Regions from separate parts of the Columba livia genome. Here region 2 is linked to region 1. The links are chromatin contacts, called in public Hi-C maps. All regions are on one chromosome and are shown on one strand. Each heading gives the region's core, a stretch centred on a gene start, on an enhancer-like site or on the middle of the called end of the contact. The rest is flanking DNA. Distances are from core to core; before and after follow the strand shown. Region 1 overlaps GALNT2 (polypeptide N-acetylgalactosaminyltransferase 2). Region 2 overlaps URB2 (URB2 ribosome biogenesis homolog).

Region 1 (6,299 bases), core at 3,709-6,208:
GTATGTTTCCAAGCCAACAAAGCGTTGGTTGTACATCAGACTGAATGCTCACAGCCTGAGCATTTGTCTGTTGTAACAACCGTAAGTTGTTTAAGTAATAGTTAGGTGTAGCAAGTGGTGTTAGCATGATGTCACACTGAGATGGACAGAACTAATCAGAACAGCAATAAAAGCCTCAGCACAGGGGAGAGAAGCTGAAGCTCCATCTCACGTGACACCTGATAGCTTGGGCAGCTTTCACCACCACATTCAGCTGTGCCAAGCAGAACCATTTGAGAAAATGCAAGTTTTTTTGTCAGAAAATGTTTTTGGAGATGGGTATCCATGTGTAAGCTGTCTGAGTTTCAGACAGAATAAGGAGGAAGGCTGGTCTCGTTTTTGTATTTCATGCTGATGGATGTAGTGTGAATAACTGGTTAAGGCTGGATATCTTCTGTCTCATCAGTCTTTATATAAAGGCGTTTTCTAATTCTATCACTGGATATAGAATGCCTAAAATAAGGTCATGGGTGTACCTGAAGTATTGTAGTGGTATAGGGGGGCACACAAGCACATTTAGTGTTTTGCAGTTAAGGTGCAGTAAATCGTAATTGCCTCCCAAGCGGATCACAGCAAAACTGTATACTTGCCATTCATTACAAACATGGACTTGGGCTGCAGCTCACAGAACAGGAGCTAAAGGTGTGACTGATGGGGAAACAGGACAGGTGGGTCATCTTTGTCTGTGTTTCTAGTTTGCCGTAGACCAAGCTAATTAATACTTAGTAGCAGACCTGATTAGATGTTCTATTGCATTGCTCATAAAAACTGATATTTGACCTGGGTGTTGTAGCTGCAGTCAAAAGGAATGTAGAAATCAGTAGTGAGCCTCTGGTTTTTAGCTTTGGCTTCAGTTTGTATTCTCTTGGGTTCTTTTGGCCAATACAGAAGTTATTGACCTTTTGCTCACTCAGGCTGAATTACTGAGTTGTTATTTACTAGGTCATTTGAGCTTATTAAAATAAACACAGATTGAATAATTAAGATTAAATAAATGAAACCAGGTGTTTAATATACTTATTGGACCAAGCAAAGAATTTGACTAAAATAGTTGCTTTTAAGTCTCTTGTTATGAGCTCAAGCTATTCCCATACTAGTTTGGTTCCAGTCTCTTCTGCATAATGCTGACTAGCAAGGGGGGATACATTGCTGAACTGCTGTTGAGAATGTATGTATTGTCGTTTGAAGACAAACTTGTGAAATAAATTCTTAAAATGGCAATGTTTAGATTGGTAGGGTTTTTTTTAACCATGACAATTGTCTCTCTCTATAACAGTTACTGAGATCTCCTGTTTTTTCAAATTTTTTTTTTATAGTCACAGATTTGATGATACACTGTTCTGAAGTTATCTGTGCTCTCTGAATTATGTTAAATTATGGAGCTCAAAATTTTATTTTGAACTCAAGCAAAATGTTCCATAAAATTAGAGTACAAGTTTGCCTCACTGTGTAAATGTAAATTGCCCGCAATAAGTCACAGAAACAAACTGGCTTAACCGTGATATTGCTTTTCTAATATTAGATGAGTGCTTTTTTTAGGCTACTGATGTCTTGCGATCCTGCTGGTTGATGAATGTTGAGTTTTTGGAGAGACTTCTGGGTTTTTTTTCTTAAACTATTTTGACAAAAAACATCAGCCAAGGTAATTAACCTCACTCAGAACAGTATACGAGACCATGGTTGGTCAGAGGAATGTGGTGTCTGTACTGCTGGAATTTTGGCTGCTGGAGATTAAGAGCATTCAGCAGTTTGAGGGTTTTTTTTAGGTTCTCTTTCCTATCTAAGTATCTGCTTGTGAAGTGTGATTCTTCTAGTGTGAAATGGGGTAGCATTAACCTAAGACTTTTCTGACTGCAGGAAGGCCTAAGTGTTCCTTAAAGGTTGAAATAACAGTAAGACCATAGTAGACCGCATGGCTAGAGATTTGCTGTGGAAAATATGACTTGCCTGGATGCTGCTTTTCTTTGAGCTGGTTTTAAAAGTAAGAATGGAAGCACTGTTTGCTTGGCTGCCTTTAAAACTACAAGTTTGCTGCCTTCTTCAAGAGCAAGTCAGAAGAGGGTGATTACTCTGAGTAGACTGGATCAGAAAGAGGATTCAAAGCCACATTGTGTGGTTTCTGCTTTCTGCAGCAGGGCTGAGCGATGCTGTTCACAGCACTGGCTCTTCAGAGCCATCAGCTGAAGTAAGGGGAGAGCTGTGGGAGATGTGCTCATGAAATCATGCTGAACTGATCAATATCTCATCCTACCTGCATCTTTATATATTGATTTCATTATTTCAATATTACTTTCTAATATTTATTTTAGGACAAGACCAGAGTTGTGTCTCCTATTATTGATGTAATTAATATGGACAACTTCCAGTACGTGGGGGCGTCAGCTGATTTAAAAGGCGGTATGTACCTGTACTGGAATACAAATTAAAAAAAAAAAAGCATCAAGAATCAAAGCTCATAATCACTGCAGTTGTGGAATGGGCAGTTAACATATGGTTCTTCCTGCTCATGGTTTAAGTTCTGTAGGTCAGTTGTTTCTAGGGTTGGATTTTAATTGGCCTTATTGTCTTTTGCTTTAAAACAGGTCCTCTTGATTATTCTAATTCTTATAAGTTTGTGCTGCCTTTTACCTATGTGCAGTGCTCACTCCAATGTTTGTAGGACTGTGTACATGTCAGAAGCAGCTTATGGCCAGGGTTTATGATTCTCTTTTTAGATAAGACAGGCTTTAATTGCTCCCTAGCTTAAAAGCCCATCAGCAATGTAGTGCCTATGAGCTTTTTCAAGATGCTGGTTTGCTTAAAAAAATTAAAATCTTCTGAATAAGCAGAAAGCTTTGGAATGTGTTTTAAAAATAAATGTTTGTTAGCCATGATCTGTAATTGTGAAGAGAGTATCATGTGACCTTGAAATTTGTGGTGTTTATACCTTTACAGTTACAAAATTTCCTGTTAAATTGAATTTAGATATATTAGTTTCACTGTGTCTAGCTAGTGTAAACCGTTGAGAGCAAATATTAAAAAGACTTGTGAAACTCTCTCTGCCCCCAAGAAAAATCCTCCCCTTTTTTCACTGTAAGCAAGAATCTAGTATTTAAAATAGCTGTTCTTCTTCCCCCCCTCCCTTTTTTTGACTGAACTGTCTGCACAAAGATATAAAATGAGCCACAATACAGAAATTATGCAGTGCTGTTTCTGCAGTGTTTCAGCTTTTTCTGAATGGGCTTTCTTGAGCGTGGAAGGAAAAACTAATTCCAAGCCTATTCTGTCAGTTACTAGTCTCTAACTGGCTTCCAGGTGTTGTTCCAGTAAACTACAATAAAAGCAATATTTGCATAATGTCACATAGGGTGCAATTTCCAGTCAGTGATGTGGAGGTGAGAGGTTCTATGTCCTTTTAATTAACATCCTGAAGTAACACCTACAGTGCATATATTCACAGTATGCTAATGTATAGGTCTGTGCTATTATCTGAGTGCCAGCTTTTTTAAAACCTTAAGGCTTTTACCCAATCTATTCATTATGCCTCAAGCATGGAAATCTCTATACCATTATGTGGCTTTTATTGTTGCCTGCAGTAGGAGGAGGAGTTCTTTCACTGAAACCTTTGCTTGGTTCCTGCAAGGTTCGCACACTTTAATTCTTCCCAAGTGAAGTGAAAGAAGATTGAGAGATCGTTTCACTTGTTACTGCTTTATCTTTGGAAGTATGTTTCCCTTTTCTCCTTTTTTTTTTCTTTTTTTTTTAATTTTTAGTGCTCATTTTCTCCCCTTGTATGCAACAGAAATAGATGTTTTAATTTTTTAAGTGCATGGAACCTCTGTACTTCTGGATTGAGGAGTGAGAAGCTGGTTTTTTGGGTTTTTTGTTTTTTTTTTTTTTAATATTAACAATAGAAATTTTGCACATACCAGTGTTTAAGGCCATTTGGGTGTCTCTTGAAACATGAATAATATATTTCTTTTCAGTTCCCAAAGGACAGATTACCATGTTACAGGCACTACCATGTTTGATGTCATGGGACACTTTCGCTGGGCCAAGTCTAAACATGGAAAACCAAGCTATGCTTTCAACCTGAGATAGAGTATCTGAAGCATGGAGGGTTGAGACAGCTGGGACAGCATTTGTGCCTGGTCTGTTTTGAAAGGACTTAATCACCCAAGACAAGCAACCTAGCAAATGCTACGAAGGTTTTAAAGGAGACAGGGCTAAAAAAAATTCCCCATGTCTAGCCAATACTAAATCCATGCACTTCATGTTACAAATTTTTTGTTGAGGGGGGATTTGCAAAAGTGTTTATGCTGCCCTGAGAAACACTTCAATTTCTGGAATAAACTGTAGTTAACTGAGATCTAATAATTTAGAGTATGCCTATGATGCAGTTTACACTGGATAGAATTTCATAGTGGATATGCACTTGTGTTTAGAAAAACTCCTTTTACAGAATTACTGATATTATCTGATTGAGTACAGATTTTTCCCAGAGTCAGTGAAAATGGAGACAGTTTTTATGGGTAGACAATTTATACACATGTTCAGAGTTTGTAACAGAGTGCTGTGTTCCAGAAGAGACCCCTTGTGTTCACTAGAGTATACGTAACTCTATCTGTACTGCTTCTGCCAGAGAGCGGTAGTTTTTTTTCAAGTTCCCCCAGATGCAAGTAATTTTGCTGGGTATGTATGATGAAATGCGACTTTTTAACTGCATGGAAATAGTGGAGCTCATTTTACTTTTCATGCTGGAGGCTTTATGGTACTATCGATTGTAGTCATTTTACGGTTTTGCTACTTGGAGTTTTGGAGTAGTTAGACAGTCTTTCATTTTTACAGTGCAACACTTCATGAAATACTTAACTGTGGAGAGACAGAGTTGACATGCATGCTGTAAAGACTGTTCAGGGTAATTTCTGTATTGTGCGTGATAAATGTCTTGTGAGATAAAATGAAAACTGTTTAGTTTTCAACTCTCCACATCAATCATTAGTATGCACGTTTACGAATACAGACAGTTTGTAGGACTGTACTTGTTGTCTGGCTACCTTCACTTTTCCCCCACTTCCCCACAAGGTAATTGCTTTATCTTTATGCTGGAGAAAGAAAACTATTGACATCTGTGCACCAGAAATCTGGAAATCATTCATTACATGACCTCATAGGATATAAATGTCTGGCAGCAGGCAGTCTGTATGAGGCTGGTTTGCTAGGTGTACTGGAAGAGGGAGACGGACCTTGTGTAGCTTTTTAATAGATGTTCATGCTCCTGGGCATAACCCATCTTAAAAGGGGTTATGAAAGTGTTTCCTATAGGAAGTTTGTCTTACACCAGCTGTGCATCGTTGCCTAAAGGTGGTGATTCAAATGCTTGTTGGATAGAATATTGCTGTAGGTGACCTATTGGTCATTATTCTAGTGGCTGCTATGTGCTGCTGTGCTTAACTCACTGAAGGACCAGACCAGCTGTTGCTGCGTGTACACACACATAGGTACTTACATAAAGGAAGTAAGATTTTGGCTCTGTAGCGCTTGTCTCAGATTTAAATAAAGGTGCACTTAGAAGTGTGTAGTGGGAAAGCAGGAAGATAAATGAATGTTAATAAGTGGGAGCTACATAACCTGTTGTGACCTTCACCATAGAGAGCTCCTGCTGATAAAGGAATACTAACTGCTGCATAAAGCCTGTGTAAACATATGTCATCAAGTTGAAATGCAATTGTACAGTAAAAGACTTTTGGGAGCATTTGTAATGGTTGGAAGATCATCATATGGTGTTCTATTTGATGAAATGAGACATTGGATTAATATGAGGCTTTTGCTTTGTCACTTGCTGATTGGGTTTCTTACTATGTGTAGTAGATGGCAGCAAGAGAGATCAAAGCTATTTTGTATTAGATATTACTTTTTATTGTCCTGTCAACTTATTTGCCATTTATCTGGACTCCTACTTGTTTGTTTTCTACACAGAAGTTTGTACACATTTAAAATTTTTCATTTAAATTACAGTTCCCGGTGTTTTCAGTGAACATTATGTTACTACAAGTTGAATGATGACCAGAGTCTTTTTAACGTCCTTCTCTAATCTTTTTCTTCTTGAAGGCTTTGATTGGAACCTGGTGTTCAAGTGGGATTACATGACACCAGAGCAAAGAAGAGCACGGCAAGGAAATCCAGTTGCTCCCATAAAGTATGTCTGTATACCACCGCTTCTCCCTCTATTAGATTGTAGTTTGCAACTAAACAAAGCTAGCAATCATATTCTCTGACTC
Region 2 (5,802 bases), core at 674-3,173, 170 kb before region 1:
TAATTTGTGATGTGAGGGGTGCAGTTCCATTAACTGCAGCTCTGCGGTATCTCCTTATCCCAAGTGAGACAGCTGGTCCATCTTGTCAATATTTGTGTGTTTTCCTGTGCTCATTCTCTGCAGTGATTTCTCTGCCCTGGGAAGGGAGAGGCTGGCCCAAAGCATTCACGGGGAGTTGTGATGCTCAACTGTTTTGTTACTTTAGTGCATGGCCTGGGGAGAAATAACATCTGTTGTAAACCAGCCAATAGAGCAACTGATGTAGAGGGGAAAAATGTCAAACTTCTGGACGTGCAAACTCATTGGGGTCACGAACCTAAAGAAAGGCTTACGTGTCTTAATGCCTGCTCTATGTTTTTCCTGGCTATGTTAGCAGGTCTAATAAAACATACTAGCTGTTTTATGTTTGGGGCAGAAGGAGAGCAGGAGCCTGTCAGAGTGATTAGGAGTTCACTTCATTAGTGAAAAGTTTATTAGTTGCCTCAGGAAGAAAGAAGTCTGAATTTTAATGACAGCTTTTAATGTAATTTTCATTAGGCCTGGGGTGCAGATGCTCAGGTCTGGAGGCATAAAGCTAATCATGGGATTCAGCAAAGACATGGTTGTGCAGAAAAATAATGTGATTATGCCAAAGGCCAGCACCACCTCAGGCAGTGAAGTATTTAGCAAGTGATTGTGAGCACAGGACAAATTCCAGTTATCCTGGAGCAATAGAGTCAGCACTGATGTTCCTGGTTGTAGCGGTTGTTCTGCCAGTTGAGGGGTTGAGCAGGGGTAATGGCAGGAGCAGGGCACTGAGTCCTCAGTCACTTGGTGTATTCCTTCAACTTCCTGCCTGTCTTCAGGCAAGGGACCTGATTTCTGATGTTAAAACAGATAAAGGAAACGCACATCTCCTGAGTTCTTTGAAGGCTTATTTTATGCAGGCTTATACATTGAAGTCCTCAGATATAAACTGTTAGATTAATATCAAGTTATTAAATGATAAGTTAAAATGGATTGACTACCCAAAGTAGCTTATGGAGTAGCCTAAAGGAAGCACTCATTTGAAACTGAGACTTAGTAGCATACAGCTAGTATGACACATACAGAATCTACTGGAATGTGTAATCCAGAGCAGGTTATAAAAAATAAATTTTATAGTTTTTTAATTACAGTTGTTCTGCTGATGAATTTTCATGTGATTTCAAGATCATCAGTGTCTTTGCCTCCTCAGCAATGTGTACAGTAGCACTCCTGTGCATTTCATTGCCAGGGGAATGCTTGTTCTGCAAAACATGTTTGCAGAAATCAGGAAAATACTGCACAAGTCAAAATCTCAGATTTTATCTAATGGACTGTTCCAGATGGTCTGATGCAATGGATAACATGTTGTCAGCATTTAATGTATATTGACTGTGGAAGGGGTGGTTTTTTGCCTTTTTGTCTTCAAGTTTCATGCAATTCTGTTCTTCTCGTAGGTGACTTTGCACCCGGCTGTGAAGAAACATCTCACAGAAGGGATATATCACATCCTTGACCTTTGCATTGAACGAGACATCAAGTTCTTAAATGCATCACTACCAGCAGGTGTAAGGGAGGTCTTTAAGGATCTGTATAGTGATTACAACCACTACCACAAAGCAAAAAAACAGGGGGAGGAAAAGTATACTGCATGATGAATCCTGCCTGGTGCTGCATACTCAGTTATTAATTGATCATACAGTGCTCAGAAAATCCTCAGTAACTTTGGTTTGGGACAACGAGTAAGGTCAAATCTGAAGAGGGTCCTGTAAACATGAATTGCATCTGTCTCTGTACAGCCAGGCTTCGTAAAGGGAAAAGGGGAGCGGGGAGGGAGGGTGTGCTATTAGCTCTGGTCCTGCTGCGTGCCACACACAGCAGAACTGCTGCACCTGTGCTGGCCCTGGTGAGTGCTCTGGGAGCCCTGGGGAGCAAGCTGCAGTCTGGCAGCAGATGTCAGGCTTTGGCACATCACAGTGCTTTTCTGTGGAAGCAATAGTCTGGTGTAAAAGCCAGTGAGGGTTAGAACTCCTCGCTTACATGGTAAGCAGAATTAAAGCAGTTAAAGTGCTTATTTTTATGCCCTGTTATTTTATGTTTTGTTACTGTAGAAACTCGTGAATGTTACACCGCTGTGTGTAGGCTACTGTGCAAAACTGTGGAAATACAGTAAAAAATTTGAAAGTTTGTATATCTTTGCTTGGTTAGTTTTGCTCTTTAATCCAGCCCTGGGCAACCTGGTCTGACCTATTGAATTTCCTTTCCAACTTAATTACCCTGTGATCTCATGATAATCAAAAAGACTGACTGCTTAGAGCTCTGGTCGATTTACTGTCATTAAGCAATTACACGTGGTCATCTGAGCTGCGCTCACTCTTGGTGTACGTTTTTATCTTGTGACAAATGCTAAGTACCAAGACCTATCTGAGGCCTCTTTGGTCTAAGCCAAGCTTTGGTGCTTTGCATTCACTCTAGGTCAAGAGCAAGCCCCGGATTTACTGCAGCTCAGCTGACAGTAATTTAATAAGCTGTGGTAAATTAATCACATTTGAGCGTGTAAGAAGCTTTATGAAATAGCTGCCTTTCATTAGCTTAGACTACAGAAGTTTATTTTGTTGAAATGTTAGAGGCTAAAGATCCAAACTTTTACTTAAGTGGTAAAACAGTCTTCGCATGTGCATGCAGTTAGTAAGAACTCAATACTCTCGCATGATTATCTGCTTTAATCTACAGACAGGGCAGAGGAAGACTGGAATATGGCTTACTGCTTTTACTAGGCCCTTCTGCCTCAGAGCAAGGTCCAAAGGATGAAGTTTGGCTGTGGTGGGAGACCACACGTGGCACAGACACAGGAGGTGAGCGGGGTTGTGGGGGAGCCAAGGCAGGTGGAGCTGGACCACAGGGCAGGCAGGGCAGGGCAGGGCAGCTGCTGTCTGACATGAAGCCCTTCCTCCTCCTCCTGCACTGCCCCACTGGCTGTGATCCTGACAAGGCACTTCATCTTTGCCTTATGGAGCCTCCTGTGCTGGCTAAACTTCATCCTTTGGATTGGAGATGATCTTCCTCATGTCCTGAACAAGAAGCATGGAGAGAAAGCTTTAATACTGAGCAAGCCCTGTTCTGAAGCAGCCACAGCAGTGGTATGTTATCAACACTGTTCTAGCCATAAATGCAAAGCACAGCATCATATGGGCTGCTAACGAAGCAAGCTAACTTCATCTAAGGTGGATGCTGTACACCACTACCATTTCTGTATTTTATTTCAAAGGTGAAAAGCTGATGTGGGCCAGTGTTGTGAAGGGCAATTACTGCTGCCCCAGCAGGCTGTGTGGCACTGAAGTGCCTGGTTGGTCCCAGAAGGGAAATGTGTATGAGCTGGGTGCAGCCAAATGGGCACCAAGGTGGGGAGGTCTCCAGGCTGAAGACAGAACCATAGAATCACAGAACGTCCTGAGCTGGAATGGACCCACAATGATCATCGAGTCCGACTCCTATCCCTGCATATGACAACCCCACAGCTCACACTATGTGTCTGAGGGCATTGTCCGGTCTTCTTGAACACTGCCAGACTTGGGCCTGTTCCAGTGCTCCACCACCCTCTGGGGGAAGAACCTTTTCCTAATGTCCAACCTAAACCTCCTTGGCATACCTTCCTGCCATTCCCTTGGCTTCTGTCATTGGTCACTAAAGAGAAGAGATCAGCACCTGCCTCTCTTCCTCCCAGTTAATACACTAGTGAAATGAGGGAAGGTTATGAGTGTTGGGAGAGCATCTGGAAAGAACAGTGAAAAAAGGAGAGCTAGGTTTGGAGCAGGGGAGGAAAGTGAGGTAGCATCTCTGGCATGTAATTGTCAAGGCTCCTCTGATGTAGCCAGATGGTTGCAAGCCACACACATAGCTCAAAAGCTGAGTGTAGACCACACAGTAAATAACATCTTACTCATGGCTTTAAAGGAAGTAAACTACTTGAGTTAATACCCAGTTTCTTTAATTAATAGTAACTGTAAAAAAATGTTAACTTCTTGGCTTGGAAGTGAAAATGTGTAACTGACGTGGACAGGGGTGAGGGAGCTAACGAACTCCTACTATTAAAAAGGACACAGTGCTTGCATGAATGAAACATTGAAACCCTGCCACAAATCTTTATTTTAAATACACTGTGTAACTGTCACTTATCCCACATCCGTACTCCAGGCTAAGCAGTGGAGTTCTGAAACACAAAGCAGCATTTCTGTGTAGGAGGTACAAAGGGGTTAAAAAGAAGGCTGTATTTCACTTGCTAATCCTATGTCTTTGTCCAAGAACTGCTCTGGGTGTTAGCTAGAATAAATTAAGTCACTGGCAGAGGACCACCTGCTGAGAAAGCAGGCTTTGTTATTGAGCCCATTCCCCTGTGGGTGCAGTGTTCTTCTTTTGTCACACGATGGAGCCATCCTGCAAGCGTACAGGAGCACCCTCTGAAAGCACAGATTTGGAGTAACTTCTCCTAGGCCGGGTTAGTTGACGAGCTCTGAGCACTGGGAAGGTAAATGGTTCGGATGAAGCACCATCTCAGGGCTAAAGGACAGGATTGGGACCTTTGTTTCACTTGAGTGTTAGCTTTGTGCAAGTGACCCTAAAAGCACAGTCCTTACAGGCTTCTGCACCAGGTAAACTTGTCCAGTTTCCAAGTATTGACGCAGCCCATCTCTTCTGAGGGCTTTTGCTGCTGCTGCGATAATAGAAATACCTCCCGTAGGCAGAGCTCTCAGGCTGGGACATCGGGGTCCTGCTGGCTAGGATGTCTGGATCCTGTTGGCTGGGATCTCGGGGTCCTGCCAGCTGGGACATCAGGTTCCTACTGGCTGGGACATCAGGGTCCTGCTGGCTGTGCCACAGGCTCAGCCTGTGACTCTGGGTGTGGTGTTTGTTATTCATGCCCAGGCAGTGCCTGGTCTGCTGTGCCGAAACTGACTCAAATATAAATTAAGAGATGAACAAGATGTACAGTCATTACTGGCAAAGATCATGTTGGTTTAATTTATCTCTTGGTTTTGTGTAGCATCTGTGAAAATCAGCTGATTTTTCTACCTGTCTGGAGGTGGGGCTTGATGCTTGATTTATCTTGCTGTTGTTGATAGAAATGCCAGAAAAGATGATGGTGCAAGTTGGTAGAAATTGTTTTACTAGTTTAGAAAGAAGTTATTTTTCCTGTTCTTATCTGCTGGGAGGAGAGAACATACTGAGTACGTTCCTTTGAGTTGGAAATGGATCAGTAACTTCCTATATTTTTGCTTCTTGATGTGTGCCTGGGACTGCTGGATAGCAGAAGGCTCCTTCCAGATCTTCCTGTATGGGCTAAAACATAATAGCATGAATAAAGGAGTACTTTGAGAGATTCCTATATCATTATTACTGAACCATTAGACACCTACAGTGATAATAGTTTGCCAGTAACACCAAACTGAGCAGGGAAGTGGACACTCTGGAAGAGGGAGCCACCCTGCAGGAAGAGCTGGATAGGCTGTAAGAGTGGGCTAACAAGAACCTGACAAAGTTCAACAAGGACAAGTGTAAGGTCTTGCACCTGGAAGAACAAAACCCAGGAGTGCAGCACAGGCTGGGATCTACCCAGCTGGGGAGCAGCTCAGTGGAAAGGGACCTGGGGATGCTGGTGGACAACAAGCTCAGTATGAATGACCAGTGTGCTGCTCCTGTGGCAAACAAAGCCAACAGGGTGTCAGTTTGCATCAACAGGAGCATCACCAGCAGAGACAAAGAAGTCATTATCCCACTCTGCTCAGCGCTTGTCAGGCCACA

What was found. Hi-C and Micro-C count contacts between places; a contact is called where the count stands out from the background.
Region 2: a contact with region 1 is called in a Hi-C map of liver, with 3 times the contacts expected there. The contact joins two enhancer-like sites. A contact is called at or near these places in 2 of 2 Hi-C or Micro-C datasets (crop and liver).

The regions. Positions count from the first base shown.
Region 1 is chr3:76,625,425-76,631,723 of bColLiv1.pat.W.v2, reverse strand. It overlaps GALNT2 (polypeptide N-acetylgalactosaminyltransferase 2), which reads left to right. Exons shown (of 16, transcript XM_065057735.1): 8 at 2,349-2,436; 9 at 6,130-6,217. Among named protein-coding and RNA genes, the nearest start is that of GALNT2, 74 kb to the left of the region's middle. Within about 2 kb of position 4,958, at least 2 of the 3 cell types and tissues checked have an H3K27ac peak away from gene starts, as active enhancers do.
Region 2 is chr3:76,795,937-76,801,738 of bColLiv1.pat.W.v2, reverse strand. It overlaps URB2 (URB2 ribosome biogenesis homolog), which reads left to right. Exons shown (of 9, transcript XM_005508634.3): 9 at 1,461-2,194. The coding sequence ends at 1,658. Among named protein-coding and RNA genes, the nearest start is that of URB2, 20 kb to the left of the region's middle. Within about 2 kb of position 1,923, at least 1 of the 3 cell types and tissues checked has an H3K27ac peak away from gene starts, as active enhancers do.